Linked DNA regions of Manis pentadactyla: region 2 is linked to region 1. A link is a contact called in public Hi-C data. All regions are on one chromosome and are shown on one strand. The core of a region is the stretch at or near the end of the contact, and the rest is flanking DNA. Distances in the headings are between cores, read along the strand shown. Region 1 holds the start of SCYL1 (SCY1 like pseudokinase 1). Region 2 holds the start of TIGD3 (tigger transposable element derived 3).

Region 1 (6,679 bases), core at 2,306-4,805:
ACAACTATATGAGGTAGCTGCCAACATAATCCACATTTACTCCAAGAGGGAAGCTGAGGCACAGAAAGGGCAAGGAGCTTGACTGAAGTCACACAGCTAAGCTGCAGTCAGGAAAGGATTTGGCTCAGTGGTCTGGTACCTCTGCAGTGCTACACCCTGTGAGGAGGTGCCATCATTCCCTTTACAAATGAGAAGGCTGAGGCTCAAGGTCACCAGCCAATAGTGATCGGGTAGTGAATATAACCCAGTCCTGTGTCGCTTCCAAAATTCCTGTACTCTCTGCTGATTCCTCACCCCCAGAGCTGATCCTAGCCCAGAAGAGGCAGCCTCTGGCTGGGGATGAGGAGGACCTGGTTGGCTCCAGAACAGCTTAGTCCAGTGTGGGAGGCAGGGTTGGTGCTCTGACAGCAGGGGTGGGGGGGTGAGGCAAGGCCCAGGAAAAGGCCAAACCACAGCCAAGGTCACACATGGAGAGACAACTGGGCTGTCTCTACCACTCCACCCAACGACAGGAAGGGCACCCCTGGCCACTGCCCTCCTACGTTCCCCCACGGACTGGCCAGAAACAGCCTATTTCCTATAGGGCACATTTTAAGAAGTGCAGCCTTGCTGAGGCACCATGTGGGGAGACCTCTGTGTAACAAAAACTGCTGCCCCCACACTGCCTAGGGGCAACAGGGCTCAGCATTTCCAACGCTTCTTCAAGATGCAGCTCAGGGTCCCCATCCCCCAAAGGCCCTCTCTCGGCCACCTCTCCGTGTGCCCCCCCCACACCATATCAGAGCAGGAGTCATAGCAGAGCCCCCCTCCTCCGTTCCCTACAACAGCCCTACGGACCAGCAGATACCACTCGTACGCCCACTACATAGATACAGAGGCTCAGAGAGGCGAAGCCGAGGACTCCCTCCTCACATCTTTCCATTTGCTGTTCCCTCTGCCTAGAATGCTTTTCCCCAGTTACCATCCCTCTGGCTCCCACCTGCACACCCTTCAGGTCTCAGCTCACCCTGCAGGAGCCCCTCCCTGATCCCCTTGCCCCCCGCTAGTTTCCTTCCTGGCAGTTGGGCCCATCCCAGGGAGCGCACATGTCCTCGTTTATATGTTTCTGTCCCCTTCCTCCAGTGAGTCCCCAGGGGTGGGGACCTGGTCTGCCTACTCCCTGCTAGATGCTAGGGTAAGGATCTGGGTCTGACTCTTCCTCCTTCCCCTGCTGCCCCCACCGCAGCTCAGCACCAGGCATGGAACGCATCAGAGACTAGGCCAGAATGTACGTGCGGAGTTAATGGAGTGCCATGAGCAGTCACTAAGCACCTACTATGTGCCAGACACTCTAACTATGCACTTTAAGTTACTGAATCCTCAGCATGTGCCTGTGAAGTAGGGGTTTCCTTTGAAGTAGGACTGAGCTTCAGCCAAGGGAAGTCACACAGTAAATAAGAGGTGGAGCCGGGGTTTGAGCCCAGAGAGCCTGGCTCCGCAGTCTGTGCTTGTCTCCAAGGGACTATATATGCGGGAGCCAGCAAAGTGGAGAGGGGACAGGGGTAAGGAATGCAGGACCAAAGCCCGGGGTCGGGTGAGGGGCTCACCTGAATCTCTTCCAGGAAGAGATTGGTCTCCACAAAGCGGTTGTTCATGAAGCCACCAGGCGCCCGGCAGTTCTGCAGGAAACGGGCTGGATTGGGGCGCACCTTGGGGTTGGCTCCAACCAGCTCACAGTAGTGGGGCACCAGCGATTTGGGGACCTGTGGGAAGGATCAGTGTCAAGGCAGGGCTGGCTGGCTGACAGGGAGGGGCTGGAGTCGGGTCGGACACTCACCTTTCCAGGGTTGCGCAGAGCAGCTGCCCGAGGTAGGGGCCCGTTGAAGACTTCCCAAATGAGGCAGCCCAAGCGCCACATATCAGCTGACCTGAGACAGTGACCAAAGCTGCTCAAGGCCCTGCCACCTGCCAGCACAGGCCTCCAACCTGCCCTGGGCACCAGGTACTGACTACATGGCAGACTCTGGGCTGTGTCCCCCCACAGATCCTCCCATTAGCCCCCAAAAGCAGGTTTCATTAGCCCCATTTAACAGATAAAGAAACCAAGGCTTGGAGAAGCAAGGTTGTCCACCCCAGGTCAACTTTCAAATTCAGAACCACCTAACTCCAAAGTTTATGTTTATCTTGTTCTACCTCCCTGAGGATCCTGGGAGCAGAAAAGTGGGTTCCACATGAAGACCTTGGTTCCCTCCCAAGTTGGGCAGCAGGGGACAGGGGAATGCCAGCTAGCTGCAGGGGCCTCTAGAACAGGGCTGGTTGGGGCATACTATCCCCAGTCACCCACCACTTCTCTCTGACTGCTCTGCCACTGCCATCAGCCAACTCAGGGGGGTCATACTGCTCGAGCTCAGGGATCCCCTTGTGGGGGGGTCCCCCACCATTGCCCTGGGCCGAGTACATGTAGTCCAGGCCCCCAAGCTTCCACTCGCCAGCACGGTCCACGAACACAGCTGCCATGCAGACATTGTTGTGGATGAGGCTGCAGTCGTTGACCAGGAAGCTAAGAGCTTTCTGGGGACAGAAGGAGCCATCACACCCCAGCACCCAAAGCCCCCACCCCTGCCCACATCACCACTACCCCCCACCTCACCACAATCTGGTGTAGCCCCCAGGAGAGCTCCAGCTCCTTCAGGCCACCAGCCTCTACTCGTGCCTTGAGGTACATTCCCAGTGGGGTGACAGCCTCTGTCACTACGTGGAGGCATTTGTCTGTCTGAAGGGGATACGGGATGAAGACAGGAAGGGGAAATGAGAGACATGATGGGGGAGAGGAATGGATAAGGGAACGTCAAATCTGGGGGTGCTGAGGCAGAGGGGTGGAAACTGAGGGGCGACAAGTACCTCCAGCCCATCGATGTAGGCCAGAATGTTGGGGTGCCGAAGAGTTTTGAGGCGCTTGAAGGCAGCTTTGGCCACCTGGGTCTGCTCTTCGGCGCCTGGCTTCACATCATACACAAAGATAGACACCGGGCTGCCTGTGGCCTGGGGGAGAAAGGCCTCGGGGGTTTGCGCGGGGCCGGGGCTGACCGCTCCAACCTCGCGCAGGTCCCCACACCTGTTACGTGCCTAAGGAAAGGCCCCCTGGCGGGCCTCTCCCCAGGTCAGCCCCCGGGGACTTAGTTGAGCCACGTGACCCCGGTTCCGTCCGCCTGTCGGGCCCTAGATCCTTCCGTCCGCCACGTCGACACTGGTAGTGCCCCTTCCCCGGCCCGTTACCCCGGAGGCTCCGCAGCCACGTCAGGCGGGGCGCGACGCGGCGGCGCCGGCGGCGCTGCCCAGGCGAGGCCGAGGTCTGCCGCGGCCTTCGGAGCAGGGCAGTTCTCACCTTCTTGCGGCCGCGGTGCAGGACCCAGGGTCCGGGCGGGCCGTTCTCGGGGGGCTCCGGGCTGAGCTCGAATGGAAAGTCCCGGACCGGGTCTCGGGCAAAGAACCACATCGTTCCCGCCGCCGCCGCCGCCGCCGCCGCCGCCGCCGCGAGCTCGGGAGCCTCAGCGCCCGCTCCTCCGGCGGCCCGAGCCGGGGCGGGGCGGGGCCGCGCGGCTGGGGGAGGGCCATGGTGGGGGCGGGGCCGGAGCAACTCATTCTCCGCGCAACGCGCGCGGGCCGAGGGCCGCCAGTGACGTAGGGGGCGTGGGCGGGTCCCTCAGACACTGAGCTTCCGGGTCCTTCCTTAAGTCAAAAATGTGGGGCGTAGAGTCCACCTCCTAGCGTTATTATAAGGACTGAGAAGGCACCGAGGACGGAGAAACCGAGGCAGGGAGGAGGATGGAAAAGGAAGTGCTGAAAGGGTGCCGTAAGGAGTGAGGTAGAGGCTCAGGGAGAGTGCTTGTCCCCGGGCCAGATGCTCTGTCTCACCAGCCGGTGGGAGAGCCCCAGGGAGGCGTCCGTGCTGGTGAAATGACGGGGTGACCAGGGGAGGGGCACAGGAGGCAGAGCCCCTGAGAAAGGGCGTGGGGAGGGACTCCAAGGGAGTCCAGGAGCCCCGCAGCAGGAGAGGGGACCTGCGGCGGAGGAAGAGGCAGTGACCCCAGGAAAGGAGTCAGGTGGAGGAGGAGTAGCCCAGTATGTCCAGAAGAGGCCAGAGGGCCAGCAGGGGCCCTGCTCTCCTGGGCCCAGCAGACCCGACTCCCTAGTCTAGAAGGCCGGCATCTCCTCCAGGCTCTGAGTGCCTGTGTGGACAGGGGCCGGCAGTGGTAAGGTGGTGTCAGCAGCTCTAACGCCAGTGACACTGGCAGGGATGCAGCCTCTTAGCTGGACAGAGCCAGCGTCCGGGAGGGGCTGGACAAGCAGGGGACCCAGGGTTGGGGACAGTCCCGCAGCCACACCTTGTGGAGTGTCAGTGAGATCCTGGAACTGATTATGAAATACCTGCTTGGGATGCCTTTGGGAGCAGATTCAATGGCAGGGATGCCAAGTCAGCAGGGCTGGTTCAAACCCTGGCTCAGCTCCTCTCACTGACTGCAAACTCACCTTACCTTCTGGGAGCCTCAGTTCCCCCATCTATAAATTAGGATGAACAGTGCCCTGCGCCTCACCTGACACAGAAGAGCCCCTCAGCAGAGACTCATTCTCTCCCTTTCCTCATCCAAGTACGTGGGCAGGAAGGACAGTCACACAGAGGGAGGATCACATGCAGCGTTGGCTGCTCAGAGCAGGAGGTTGGTTGCTCCAGAGGAGATACAATAGGATGGCAAGCAGCAGAGCCTAGAGGCCGATGCCTGGGTTCAAATCCCATTTCTATGGGATCTTGGGCAAGTCACTGTATCCCTTTTCCTCATCTGTAAGTGAAGACATAAAAGTAACTGTGTAAGTATTCACCGTGGTAGTCAGTGGAAGTATTTAGCCCCATATAAATAGCACACTGGAGAGGGAAATGGAAAGCTTTGGAAAGGAACTTGTAAACAAGACGTAGCATAAATGAAAAATAAAAAGGAAGTGATAGGAAGAGCCCAGTGCTGGAAGTGATGTATTAACCAGAGATCTTCAGAAGATGGCACAGGAGGTGAAAACAATCCATGAAGGCAAGAAACTTAAACCCTCAAACACGGTGCCCCTGACAAGGTAGAGGGTAAGGAAATAAAGCTGTGATCACCGCCAGGCTTAGGACATTTTTTTCAGTCTTGCAATATAGCAACCTAACTGAATGTTTTAATTTTCTCCAGGAAACTGATGTCTTTATTCTCACTGTAACTTTTTATTTATTATTAAGAAAGTAGTGTTCCTCTCCTCTCATGAAATAAAAACATTTTTCTGTTACTCAATTGATAAGAACTTGAAAAATTCTTTGGTTGTATATTCAAGTAATATTCTGCCCTCAGAGCATCAAGAGTTGGGGCAAGGAGGAGTTCAGGATTTCAGGCACTGCTGGTGGGGATTAGTTGGCACAGCTGTAGTGAAGGACAAGTTGGCAATAAGTGTTACTTTGCCCCAGTAATTCCACTTCTAAAGATGTATGCTACACAATCCCTCATTCAAGTATGCAAACATTTACACAAAGTTGTGTAGTTGTTAGAGCCTCAATTATGGTGTCAGACAGCCTGTATCCCAGCTCTGCTGCTTATGAGCCATGTGACTTTGGACAAGTTATTTCCTCTCTTTGTACCTCAGTTTTCTCATCTGTAAAATGGGTAGAATAATAGCATTATTCCATAGGTGTGGTAGGCTGAATCATGTCTGCTCAAAGATATCCACTACTGAATCCCTGGAACCTGTGAATATGTTACTTTATATGATAAAAGGGACTTTGCTGTTGTGATTAAGTTAAGGATTTTGAGATGGAGAGATGATCCTAGTTTATCCAGGTAAGTTCACTGTAGTCACAAGGGTCCTTATAAGAGGGAGGCAGGATGATCACTGTAAGTAGTAGGAGATGTGATGGTGGGAACAAGAGGGTGGAGTGATGTGAGAATGGGGCCGTGAACCAAGGAATGCAGGCAGCCTCTAGAAATGAAGGACAAGGAAACAGATTCCTCCCCTGCAGCCCTCAGAAAGGACACAGCCCTACCGACTTCATTTTAGACTTCTGTCATCTAGAACTGTAAGAGAATAGATTTGTAATAATTTGTTGTAATATCCATAGAAACTAATACAACAGGCTTCTTGTGAGGATTCGTGAGTTAATATATGTAATTAGTGTATAGCACACAGTGAGTGCTCAATAAATGACAGCTTTTATGTGGATCATAGGACTGTTTTGTAATAGTGGAAAAGTGGAATAATGCATCAGGAGTGGAGTAATTCAAAACTCCATCCATACAGTGAGACCACAGCAGCAGTTAATAAGAAAGAGGCTGCTGTATAGCTATTGTGGAGGCGTGAAGATGATGATCACAGTATCAGCTGTTTTCTGAGTCCTTCCTGCATGTCAGACCTGGGCTAAGCCTCTGCTGCATTCTCTCTCCTGAGCTTCAACAGTAGGCGGGATCTATTTCAGTCTGAGAGAAACCACAAAGTAATTTGAACAGGAGAAGTCTAATATAAAGAATTATTAACTATACAAGGGATTGGAGCAATAAGGAATTGGCTGGCAAGAAATAAAGAGAACGCTACAGGACTAGCAGATATAAGAAGCACCCACACAGGAAAAGCCCCCCATCCAGCCCCAGGTCTGAGATCCAGGCTTGGCTGGAGAGGGGGTGGC
Region 2 (6,543 bases), core at 3,241-5,740, 130 kb after region 1:
TGCTGCTCCAACTGGAACATGATACCTGAGAGCAGAGAGCTCATCTGTGCCCTCTTTGTTGCTCTGGTTAGAGATTGTGTAATTTTGGTGCCAACATTTCAAAAGACATATGTCAGCACTGGGAAAAGGGCTATTTGAGTGAATGCAGATGGGAAAAATAGCATCTCTGGGGAAAGGCTAAATAATTTAGGATTTTAGGCTAGAAATGAAAGAATGGCAGGGTCTTCAGAACTGTTTAAAAGTGGGTTAGCATGGCCAAGCTGCCAGGTGTTGGGGTGACAATTAGGACCACGAGCCAAACTGAAAGTAACAATCAGCCTGTACTCACTTGGGACAGCAGTGCAAGAGGCAAAAAGAGGCAGCAGCTCCCCAGTGCTCCATTTTCCTCAAGGGAACAGCACCGTGAGGGTCAGATGACAGGCAGATGGGGAGCTGTCTGTTAGGGACCCCGAATAAAAGGCTCCTTCCTTCTTAGTAGTGAAGGGTGTGTCATTAAAGTGGAGATAGTGTCTCAGCCAGCGTCCCCAGTAAGGTCTGGGCAGAGGCGCCTGAGAGATGCTGAGCTGGGGCCCGATAAGGAGGGGTTGGCCTGGGAATGCAGCTGTGCAGGAGCGTGGGGACCCCGGGGTGCCTGAGTCCTTGGGTGCCCCGCCCTCCAGAAAATTGCCCACCCCTGGCGGGTAATGGTCTACTGCCCTTCCTGCCACAATAGGTTTTGGCCTGGAGCCTGAATCCTCTAGCCAGCATCCTTCTGCCACCAAAGCCCCGTCCTTTCCGGAAAAGCCATCCTGTTCGCATCCTACTCCCGTGATCTGGCTCCAGCTGCATCTCACCTGCACCAGAGTCTCTGCCTCCAGATCTCACATCTTTGACACACCCTCCCCATCTCAGTTATTCTAGAATGCCACAAATGACCTGTTCCACTCAATTGAAACCTTTTGGGGTGCCCCACCACCAAACTTGGAAGACTAAAGACTGCTCCCACCACCCACCTCCCCGCCGCCCCGGTAACACTGTGCTCCTTTTTTCCTGGTCAGCCTCCACACCTGCTGCCCCTTGGCCTGGACGCTCCCTCCCAGCTTGTCCCTCAAGCTGCAGCTCAGAGTTCACCTACTCCAGGAGTCAGTCTCCCCAGGCTCTACGGGGCCCCCACACTTTGAACATGCTTTTAGGACAGACCTTATCACGCTCTGCTCATTGTCTATAATGCGCTGCCCAGCAGGGACACCATCTTTGCAAACCTTATCACACAGGAGGCCTGGCTGAAGAGATGTAGTGAAATCAGCAAGTGAACAAATGCCTACTCCAAGTTCTGGCTCCTTTCTGTTTCCTTAGAATGTCCCTAGTCTGCCCCCCATTTCCTGTCAGCACCCTCACACGCAATCTGGGAGCAAAATGATCAGAGCGCAGAAGGTCCTGGGGCAACATTCGGGATCTGTTAGCCTGGCAGAGGGTCCTTACTGTTAATTGGCAGACAGCCCAGACCCCCACAGAAATCAAACAAATCTGAGTTGAAAGTTTTCACCTTTCTCCCATGAAAATAACACCCTGGCCTCTTGTCTGATTAAAAGCTTTATTTCTAGAAGCAGAACTCTTTAACCCAAAGGTCAGGGATCAGCCTGTCTATAAACCCCAAATCCCACTTTCCCAAGTCCCAGCCTCCCTTGAGGTTCAGAAGCTCCACCACCTGGCTTCACTCCTGCAGCCCCCATCTCTGGACCCCTCTTCTCAAGGATGGATGGACCACCTTCGCTCAGAGCTCAGACTTGGTCTCCCAACTTTTCTCCCTTCTACACCTTTCACAAAAGCTCCATTTCCATGGGAAAGACACCAGCCACCCACCTGCCTTCTGAGAGAGGGCGTTTCCATGGGAAACAGGAGAGGAGGGGGCTCTGGCGTCCTGAGGGGGCCTTCACAGGCAACAGAGCCGCTCCACCTCCTCCTCACAGGCATAGAATTTTTCAAATAGTTCAGGAGAGGTGCTATTGCACTCAAACCATCTCCTTAGTGTGCCCAGGGCCCGGAGGGCATCGGCTTTGGTGGGCAGAGACTCGAAGCCATCCTCTCCAGCCCCCTCCTCACCTTCCGTGCCCGTCTCCTCTTTGCATGCTCCAGACACAGGCCCCTCACCCTCCAGATCCACAAAGCGGGAAAACTCCTCGTGGCTCAGCCCACCAGGGGCTGGCGGCATCTCAGAGGCTTTGTCTGGGGACAGAGGCATTTTCCAGGGAGCCAGCCCCTCCTGAATGAAGCTGCTGACAATGAGCTGGGGAGGCACCTTGGCCCAGGCTGCCGCCGCCATGTGCAGAGCATCCAGCCCTGTGACGCCTGCCCCAGCCTCAGCCAGTGAGGTGCCAGCCCTCTTGCTCTGGATGGCAGCCAGCTTGCCCAACAGACGGTGCCGGTAATGGGCCTTAAAGGACCGGACCACGGAGCTAGGCAGGGAAGGCATGATGCCAGCAGCGGACAGAGGCAAGAGCCTCACATGGCAGAGCCCAGGCAGGCCTGCCAACTCCTCTGCCACTCGGGCAGCCAGCAGCAAGGCTACCTGTCGGCCTTGCTGCCCCATGTCCCGATCAAACTGTGCCAACCACTCTGACCAGGGGATGCCCAGGTCAGGGTGGTAGGAGGCGGGCAGAGCCTCACTGCTGACCCCAAAGAAGCACCTTGATGCAGCCTGGAGCCCACTGACCAAGACCCGCCGCTTCTCTGTGCCTCTGCTGTTGGCACAGAGCAGCACCTGTACTTGATCACATATACCCACTCTGCCGGGCACTGCCCGATAGAACAAGGGCACTTCCACACAGCCAAAAAGGTCCTCTGGGGAGAAGTCTTTAAGGGAAAGAGGCAGCTGGGCTTGGGCCATGGGGCCTGAGGAAGGCGGCTCAGGGGGGAACGGAGTTGCAAGTACATGGCGGGCCCCAAAGCCTACATTGTTTCGGCGTTTCCAGCGGACCAGCCAGCCGATGCTGGGCACAAAATCCTGGCCCATGATGTCCGCCAGCTCCTTGGCTTTGTGGAGCAGCATGGGCCCCGTCACGTCCCAGGCCTTGGTCCGGGCAATGTGGTACCAACAGAGCAGAGCCTCGTCGATCCCGCTGTACTTGGACTCCCGCTTGCGCTTCCGCTCGCGGTTGGCTGTGCCGCTGCACCAGTCCGCCAGCAGCTTCTCCTTATTCTTGCAGATGCGTGAGATTTGGGGCTGGGAGACCTGGAAGCGCCGGGCCACCTCTGACTGGGACATCTTGGACTCATCCAGGAGTTCCAGCACCTGGATCTTTTCAGCCAGAGACAGGGCATGAAGCTTCTTCTTGCTGCTCAGCTCCATGGCGTCTTTACGGCACCTTTGGGGGTTGGACACAGCAGGGTACAGGTGGCTGAGACCAGGAGGCATGGGAGAGGAGCACAGGAAGGAAAAGAGAATCTAGGAGGACAGGAAATAGGCCAGTGTGTGGGCAAGGCCAGGGCAGATGGGACTGGGTGGGAGAGGGTGGGGGGTACGCTGGGTCGGAGGAGAGCAGGCTGGCCTGAAGGAAGGGAAGCGGCCAGGCTGGGTGAACACTGGGCTAGGCAGTAATCCGGAGGAACGCCAGAACGGAGCTGGGGAGGCCTGGCCCCCGTCAGATGGAGAAGGGAGTCTGGCCTGGGGTTTGGGGCAGCCAATGAGCAGAGCTGACAGGGCAGCTGCAGACAACAAAGGGGTGTGGAGCGGGGAGGACGTGGGGCTGGGGCTAAAGGGGCAGGTGAAGAGATAATCAAGGCTGGGGGAGGAACCCCTGGGAAGGGGAGGGCATGATGGTCTGGGCAGGATTTGGATGCAGATAGTCGGGGGCGGGGTGTTGGAGTGGGTGCACAGAGTTGGGTGACAGATGTACAGACGACAAAGAGGACGGATGGGGGCTGAAGAAGCGAGTCTGATTTGGTGCTGGGTCCTGAGGAGGTAAGGCTCGGCGGAGACCCTGCCTGGAGGAAGAGTGGGAGCACAGGGCCAAGAGGGCAGGTGCACAGGCGACAAAGGGCAAGAGGGGTGAGGAGGCCGCGGGCAGCGAGAGGGGCAAGGGTGTCCCCCGAGAGGGGGATGGCCTGGGAAGGGTTCCAGGAGCGGGCACGAGTGCCTGGGACCTAGGCCGGCCCGGAGCTGGGCTCCGCAACCTGGGCAGCCTCTCCCCACCTCGACGCGGGGTCCGTCGGCGTGGTGGACGCAAGCGCCCGTCCGTTCGGCCTCCCCACCTCCCGGCCTCGCGGCCTCCCGCTCCGAACCCACCTCAGGCGCTCGTCCCGCGGCTCCCGCCCCTGCCCCGGCCCAGCTCCCGAGCCGCTGTCCGGGCGGCGACGGGAGAGCAGGGGAGGGACGGGCGCCACGACCCAGAGGGCGGAGCGGGCCGAGGGGCTGCGTGGGCGCGGGCGCGCGCACAGCAAGGCCCGGTGCGCGCCGCCCGCGCTGGGCTCTCTCCGGGCTGGGAAGATCGCGGTGCCGCGGCCAGGCTCCCACCCGCCGCAGCCCCGCCCCAGACCAATCAGATTGGCCTTCAGTAGCGTCCCGTCCCGCCCCTGGCTAAGTTTCATTGGACGTGGCGAAGTGGCGGTTCGTCGGTCCCTCCAGGGGGCGGGGCTTACAACGCGAGGCGGCGGCGAGGCGGAGCCAAGCCCGGGCCGGAGTCCGCGGGGCCAGGCCGCGGCTGGGGACCCACCCTCCCAGCCGGACGAGCCTCGGGGCAGAGTTGGGGACAGAGAGAGGACCTGGCGTCCCAAGGGCTTCTAGCCGAGACCCTAGGCAGCCGCAGCCTCCTCATCTATCACAGAGGGTTATATCCCTCACGGAGTGGTTTTGAGAAAATGGATGCAAGCTTTCGGCTACACAAAAGCCGTTACCATGGACAGCGCTGGCCTCACGTCAACCAGCCCAGCTATGGACCAACTACCAGCCTGGGGCCAGTTCTGATTTAGGGCGAGTAAAGACTAAGTTTTATTAGTTTTGGCACCTGTTGGCAAGATTCAAGTTCCTAAACTCAAGATGTAATGTCATTCCCTTCCTTGGTAACCTTCAGTTCTGTACGTACCTAGTCTCTGCAATTAAATGAAGTCATCCTAACCTGCGCCCAGGGTTCTCTACCTTCGCTTTCAGCCTGTTTTCCGGACCTGCCTCTCGCCGCGCCTCACAGCCGAGTGGAAGACTGGGGCCACAGATGAGATCCCGTCTTTTTAACAGGCTTCCTCCCACCCAAACCCTACTGGCTGATGCTTTTTGGCCCCATCCTAAATCCCACTTCTTGCAAACCTTTTTCAACTTTTCTTATGCCTGCTACAACGTTCTAATTTCTTAACTTTCTTTTTACGTTTATTTTCTGGTCCCTAAGACTGCTCAACCACCAAGGACCATTGATTTACTCCCTCTGCTCTGCCTTACTTCCATGTAAAACCATGAGGACAGGGACTCTGCTCTGTTCCTAACAATTCCCACCCCCAGAATACCCTGCTCACTTCCTGAATGCAAAGGCCTAGGCCACTGCCTTCCAGTAGGTAACAAGTGGCTTTCACACTGTTCCAGAAAACCCTAAGGAAACTTCAGGGGGATTGTGATGCTTTTAAACTTTTAAAAGTTTTAGAACTTCAAAATACACTCAGTGAGATACATAAGATCCACTATGGTAGCTGTCAATAGTTGATAAAAAGGAAACCTTTTTGTGCACATACACATGCCAAGGATGGCTGCAATGCTGCACTACTGGCCAAGTGCCCGCACACTGCACTGGAATGAACGAACACCAGGCAAGCAAGGCTGAAGCGCCTCTGCTCAGGCTCACTACTTGTGCAAGAAACTTGCAGGTGTCCCACTGAGGTCTTTAGTCTTCTGTGTCACTAATTCTTTCAAATGTTTCTGGACCCATTTTAAGCACCTGAAATTGGAAGGTCAACTGTTATAAACTTCACCACTTGCATATACAAGTCTAGCAGGGTTTCCTCAGGACCAACCAAAATACAGAAATTATAAGGATGCTAAAGTCGATTGTAACCCAAATTTTGTATTAATCAAACCTTCATTATTTCAAATAATTATTTTAAATTCAGTTTACCTAAGAAATTAAAACTATCTAATTTTTATCTGCTTTACATACTGGGTGGGATTCAGCAAAAATTCTGATTTTGGGGAAAAAACAAACTATTTCACAACATTTAAAAACCATTGCCCTATAAAAGACAGTTTAAGGATGAAGTGACCTTAGCCAGGAAGAGGAATCAGCAGACAAACCATTCAGCAGGGGACTCTGTGTAAAAATGTTTATTTGTACTAATGTTTTAGAATACAGGAACTAAGAAAGCAAAGAAAGAAAAATGACACCTCAACTCCAAATCATAGGGCCTGCCCATGGCCAAGGGAAAGGCCACTTCAGGGTGTCCTGGTATGGACTATCCCCCCACTACTTAATGTTCAGTGTCACCAGGCAGAAAAACTGAGGAATCAGGGTTGAAGACCTTACCAGCTGCTAGCTGAGCGTGCAAGGGAAGAAAGGGATGTCTATGTGGCTTCCCTGTGACTCAGGA

What was found. Hi-C and Micro-C count contacts between places; a contact is called where the count stands out from the background.
Region 2: a contact with region 1 is called in a Hi-C map of fibroblasts, with 5 times the contacts expected there. The contact joins the promoter of TIGD3 here to the promoter of SCYL1 in region 1. A contact is called at or near these places in 2 of 3 Hi-C or Micro-C datasets (fibroblasts and skin fibroblasts).

What each region holds. Positions count from the first base shown.
Region 1 is chr9:12,930,975-12,937,653 of mManPen7.hap1, forward strand. It overlaps SCYL1 (SCY1 like pseudokinase 1), which reads right to left and starts at 3,556. Exons shown (of 18, transcript XM_036928973.2): 1 at 3,365-3,556; 2 at 2,881-3,021; 3 at 2,630-2,752; 4 at 2,324-2,550; 5 at 1,817-1,907; 6 at 1,587-1,742. The coding sequence starts at 3,475.
Region 2 is chr9:13,063,883-13,070,425 of mManPen7.hap1, forward strand. It overlaps TIGD3 (tigger transposable element derived 3), which reads right to left and starts at 4,491. Exons shown (of 2, transcript XM_036928355.2): 1 at 4,265-4,491; 2 at 1,557-3,344. The coding sequence starts at 3,328. The coding sequence ends at 1,913. DPF2 (double PHD fingers 2) reads right to left here. Exons shown (of 11, transcript XM_036928438.2): 11 at 6,265-6,543.